2 separate regions of the Rattus norvegicus genome follow, and region 2 is linked to region 1. Evidence: chromatin contacts called from public Hi-C data. All regions are on one chromosome and are shown on one strand. The core of a region is the stretch at or near the end of the contact, and the rest is flanking DNA. Distances in the headings are between cores, read along the strand shown.

The links. A called contact is a pair of places that touch in the nucleus more often than the background predicts.
Region 2: a contact with region 1 is called in a Hi-C map of prefrontal cortex, with 1.8 times the contacts expected there. The contact joins two enhancer-like sites. A contact is called at or near these places in 3 of 12 Hi-C or Micro-C datasets (the A7r5 cell line, frontal cortex and prefrontal cortex).

Annotation. Positions count from the first base shown.
Region 1 is chr1:10,362,416-10,365,115 of GRCr8, reverse strand. It overlaps Hivep2 (HIVEP zinc finger 2), which reads right to left. Exons shown (of 9, transcript NM_024137.1): 6 at 697-872. Among named protein-coding and RNA genes, the nearest start is that of Trnaa-agc27, 110 kb to the left of the region's middle. Within about 2 kb of position 1,390, at least 8 of the 93 cell types and tissues checked have an H3K27ac peak or open chromatin away from gene starts, as enhancers often do. A contact at or near this core is called in prefrontal cortex, where this site is marked.
Region 2 is chr1:10,419,706-10,422,405 of GRCr8, reverse strand. No RefSeq gene overlaps it. Among named protein-coding and RNA genes, the nearest start is that of Trnaa-agc27, 52 kb to the left of the region's middle. Within about 2 kb of position 1,410, at least 13 of the 93 cell types and tissues checked have an H3K27ac peak or open chromatin away from gene starts, as enhancers often do. A contact at or near this core is called in prefrontal cortex, where this site is marked.

The DNA of each region.
Region 1 (2,700 bases), core at 141-2,640:
TACAGAATAATAGAAATACAAGTCGAGCAATCTTGAGTGAAACATTTCTGTCTAAATCAGTCTATTAAAACACACATTTGCAAGTAACAGGCTATCTCAAGGCAGGTCCTAGCTGGATGAGATTAACTCTTGAGGTCTGAGAGTAAGACTTGTCTCCATGCTGATAAATACAGAGAGCAGAAGCTATCAAATCTCTATGTATAATTAATGCAGCTGTGGATGGAGGGGCCCACCAGGGAGTCTGTGGGTCCTTACATTATTTATAATCTTGAAAGTGACCATGGCCACATCTTTTCCTCCCAGTAACTTCCCTTGCTTATCCACTGCCATTCATGTATCGCCTCCCTGCAGAATTTCAATATTAGTACAAATATTACCTAGCCCACATAAATTTCCAACATGAAGTAATAGCTATCCAGACACTTCTAAGCCACTTCCTTCAGAGACAACCTGCCTGGCCCTCAGTCTGCAGCTCTTAATTAGTCATAAAAGGAGTCTCAGAGTCTCACATACATCCTTTGATCCTGGACAGGAAGGAGGAAATATATCTCAGGGGGTCATATTTTCACAAACAAAACACTCTCTATGCTTGGTGAAAGTGAGTTACAAAGTAGGATTCAGAATCCTAAGTAGCCGGAAGTTTTCCTGAAACCTTTCCTCTCCCAACAACAACAGCAACAAAAGTCAAGCCCATACCTTTCGTCTTGAAGGCAAAATTACATAACTTGCATACATAAGGCCGAACATCAGTATGAGTGCGTATATGTTTTTTCAGCATGCTTGGCTTCTTACAGCGAATTCCACACTCTTCACAAATGTACTTTCCCCGTCCACGTCCTCTGACATACACATAATCTTCATTGGATTTGTACCTATTTGAAGAAGAAGCAAACCGCACTGATTTTAAATACTCTTATCAAACCAAAAGCTAGTCATTGCCTGTCTTCAATTGTAAGAGGGTCTTTTCCAATTATTCACCCTGACTTCTATGAACCCTGAGAAGTTTATACAGCGAACAGTTGAGACAATTGTGTAATGGAATTATTGCTGTAAGCAAAGTTTTATTCTATATGGAATTACAGATTTACTGATGGAATATACAAATGTTCCAACAGATTTACATAAGCTCAAAGAGATACAGACCTGGATCTCCCACTTTTGGGCATAATATAGCTTCCCAACAAGGAACATCACTGAATGCATACCAACCTATTAGAATAACGATGCTTTATGCATAATCTGTTAACATGACATCATCTATATTATACGTATGGAAACACTCCTCTACATTTGCAGAAATAATTCTAACTGAGAATAGAAATCTCTCTTGCAAGTTTCCACACTATTTTTGCAAGCCTGGCACATGTGTGCCTCCGAAATTTCAACTTAACCCAGGCTCGGCTCTGCTCACCAACTGTTGTCTACAGATTTGATCTGCTCTTCCCAGGATCATGAATCTGTACTCATGGAAAGTCTAAATTTCAACTGGCTTCTTGAAAGCCTTGTTGCGTAATGAGAACTGGAGACTGTGGGATAAAATTAGCATTTGTTTCCTGAAGGGTTGGTCTGTAAGTGTATTTGAGGCCGTCTCCAGTCATGAACTTGAGTTGAAGAATGTCTCTGACAGAAGAGGAGATACCTAGCCAAATGCTCTGCAATCTATCTTGATTAGAAGGTGACAGCCCATGAGAAATCTCATAGATTTAAATTATCAAGCAGTAGACCTGTACTGCACAACTCAATAAATGGTATGATCCCTCACACCACAGCGGGGCTAGAATTTTAGATCCCAAGTCACTGTGGCAAGAAAGCACTTCTGAAAGTTCTTCGTATAGCTTCCAAAGGTAGGCTAACACACAAAATTCTTTGTTTGTTGTGAAATTCCTGGGTGGTATTTGACCTAGAGTTGTTTGGGGTTGTTTTTTGTTTGTTTGTTTGTTTGTTTTGTCTTGTTTTGTTTTTCCCCATTTGAAGAGGCTTTTGACCATACCCATCTTGCTCTAGCTAATACTCCAACAGGTACAAAATCAAATTCAAATTCAATTACCCAATTTGTATAAGGCTTTTCAAGATGAAACGTCCATCCATATATTGGAATACCAACTCTGCTATGAATAAAGTGTCATCTTAGCATGCTTGGCATTTCGGTAAGCACTAATCAAAGGGGAATGTGGGCATTATCACTTTCGCATGCCCTTTACCCTTTCAAAAACATTTCAACTATGGCTTGGCCTTACAACTTGTTTTCTTCTCACATGTGCATTTTACAATGAATCACAGCACATCCTCGAGGCACAAAAAACCATTCTTCTACATTCAATTTTGCTCTCTGTTCCTAACAAGTATGAAACTGCTTAAAGGGATATGATGATGTTACAGAAAGCCAATATTTTTCAGAAAAGGATACTCTAGCTTTATCTGTATTGGGGTTGTACTGGCTGGTTTTGTGTGTAAACTTGATACAAGCTAGAGTTATCTGAAAAGAGGGAATGAATTGGCATAGAGAAAGTTCCACAAGATTTAGCCATAAGGCATTTAAACAAAAAAATTAGTGGTCAATGGAAGAGAGAGCCCAGCCCATTTTGGATGGGGTCATCCCTGGGCTGATTGTCCTGAGTTCTAAAAAAAAAAAAAAACAGGTTGAGCAAGCCATGAGGAACAAGCCAGTAAGCAGTACCCTTCCATGGCCTCTGCATTGGC
Region 2 (2,700 bases), core at 161-2,660, 57 kb before region 1:
GAGGAAAGGCCTGGCAGGAAAATTTACATCTTATGTTATGTTGGGGTGCTCTTAAAGGAGACTGTGAAGCCCAGTCCCTTCCTCTTTCTCTCTTTTATGCCCTAGTCATAAAATGAGCAGCTTGTACTTTAAGCAAGGCACCCATTTGCTTCCTTGACACATGTCCAAAAGAAATGGAGCTAAATGACCATGGGCTGAAACCTCCAACATCATGGCCCCAAATAAACCTTTTCTCTTCATAAGTTAATTACCTTAAGTATTTGCTACAGCAGTGGAATAACACAAGGGGGTTGAGGAATTAATATCATGTGGCTATTTCCCCCTAATTAAAACATTTTCTCCTAGAAGGAGGCTTCTTAAGACTTAGGGTAAGCAAACTCTATGTCTCAGAAAGTTCCTGAAACTTACAAGATTCCTAAAGCCTCTCTCCAGTCTTATAAAAGTAGTAAGAATTCAGGAAAGAAGAGATGCACTACTAGTCACGCCACCCACGTGTCTTGCAGGGAGCTCTGGAGGTTTGTCTGCCACTTGTCATTGTCCACACTCGGGTAAAGCTTTTGATAATGTAGCTAGCTGCCTTTCAGTCATCAATGCCCCTGTCCAGAGCTCCTTCTCCATCTACCTCTATGTAACTTCAATAAATCATTGGTTTCCTAAGCCATGCTTGAGTGGAGTCATTCCTTCTGCCTATCATCTCCGTGTGGCATGAATTCCCATCTGTTCCCATCTCCCCAGGAAAAGTCACACTACAAGCATTCATGATTGAAGGGAAATTCTAGTTCTAATGCTGTGGGCAAGGGGAGCTGAAATCCAGGGGCCTACTGCTGGGCCAGAATGCACAGCATTTGTAGGGGATCCTATTGGAACTCCCCTACCACAAAAAGGCACCTTGGAAACCACCTTCACATGGGTCCTAGGTTAAGAGACTGTATCTGTATACCTCCTGCATTTAGGAGTTCTGTCTCCAGGTGAATTTTACCTGGTACTCCCCTAAAGTGAACAAACTCATTTACTGCGCGCAAGGACACTTACATATTCATAGCAACTACTCAGAGGTCTCAATGTTCAGATGCCATGCCATTGTCAAATATTCCCCTCCGAGACACCTGCTCCTTCACCTCTCACCTCCCTCCTTCCGCATCTCCTCAGCCTTCCTGCTTCCCCTCTCTGCTTATTTCAGTCAGTTCTTAGCATCTCATTTCACCTTCCTGCTCTGTAGAGAGCTATGTGTGGTTCTTACCTTCCCCCCAGTGGCATTTAAAGTGTTTCTTGGTGCAAAACATCCTATTCATTGCCATAGAAACAGGAAACTCAGTGTGGAAGAAAAAAAAGGAGGGGGGGGGAAGGAGTCTGACACTCTGCAGCTATGCAATTCTGTTATTTTGCCCAAATCCATAAATGGCAACATGCTGGGAGATACGCAGAAAGCCAACCCGTGGTTAGAACAAGTAGAGGAAGGGCTTCTTGTTCCCAGGAGACTTAGCACAGGTTTTAAAGCAGGCAAGAAGAGACTAGGGTGCAGGCAGTGGGGAGGGGGTGCTTGTCTTTCCCCAACTCCTCTCGGTGTTACTGTCTATAAAATGAAGCTATTATCACCCCCATTACCATCTCACTGGGGTCATAGGAGGGTACCCCATGTGACAGCTGGATTTCAGCCCTTTCTGGGCTCACCACACCCTTGGATAGCGTAGGCCAGTGTCATCTGTTCTTGACTGTATACACTCCCTAACATAAAACTGAGATGATGTTCACAGCCACATGACTCCTAAAGAAAAGCCAGCGAGCTTTGGCCATTCTTGATAAGAAGTATATTTTAAAAAGCCAAACTTTTACACCTCTGGGACAACCGAAGATGAGCTTTCTTTGAGCTCCTCGTCTCAAAGATGACTAACTCTTCATTCTTTAAGCGCTAACCTTGTGTCGGACCTTCGAGCATTCCAGTTCCCTGGGGAACTATCATCCCTCAACTGAGAATAGACTGGGGAGATAATGCTGAACAAAGCTCAAGCTAATGTGCTCAGACTTCCTTGGCCATGGCCTTTCTCAGAGGCATTTCAAATCCAGAAATGCTCCTCCCCACCAACCAGAAGCCCTGTTCTGACTGTCTTCCTTGTGGTGTGTGTTTGTCTATTCGGTATCCACCAGTCACAGAGGCAAAGCCAGGTTGTTGACATCTCCACATATATGCAAGGTCTGATTGCACGGACCTATGACAATCATTTACAGACCCTCCCAGCAAACCTGAGTTTCTTCTGGTCTCTTCTAACCAATTCTTTTAACCCATAATGTAATGCCCCCCTATGCTAAGCCATTCAGATTAGGAAGTAATTGACAGGAAGCAGTAGCGGTCCTATATGAAACAGCATGCCCACTTAGAAACACCGCCAGTCATCTACCTAGACACAACCCTACCTTCCCTTATCTGTTATATCAGTGATGGAATCGCCTGTCTTCTTACATACACATCACGGCTATGGGAATACTGTCCAGGGGTCATGGTCTCCTAAAGATAGGTCAGCAGCATCTTCTTCTATAAATAGGGTGACCATATGTCCTCCTGTGCTCCACAGAGCCCCAGCTTTACCCCTGTTGACCTATGTCATCACAGAGACTTAGCTCATCCCCTCTCACAGCAGTTCAAACTTTGAATATTAATCATATGGCCATCCTAATAGAAAATTTAACCACTTCTTAAATAGA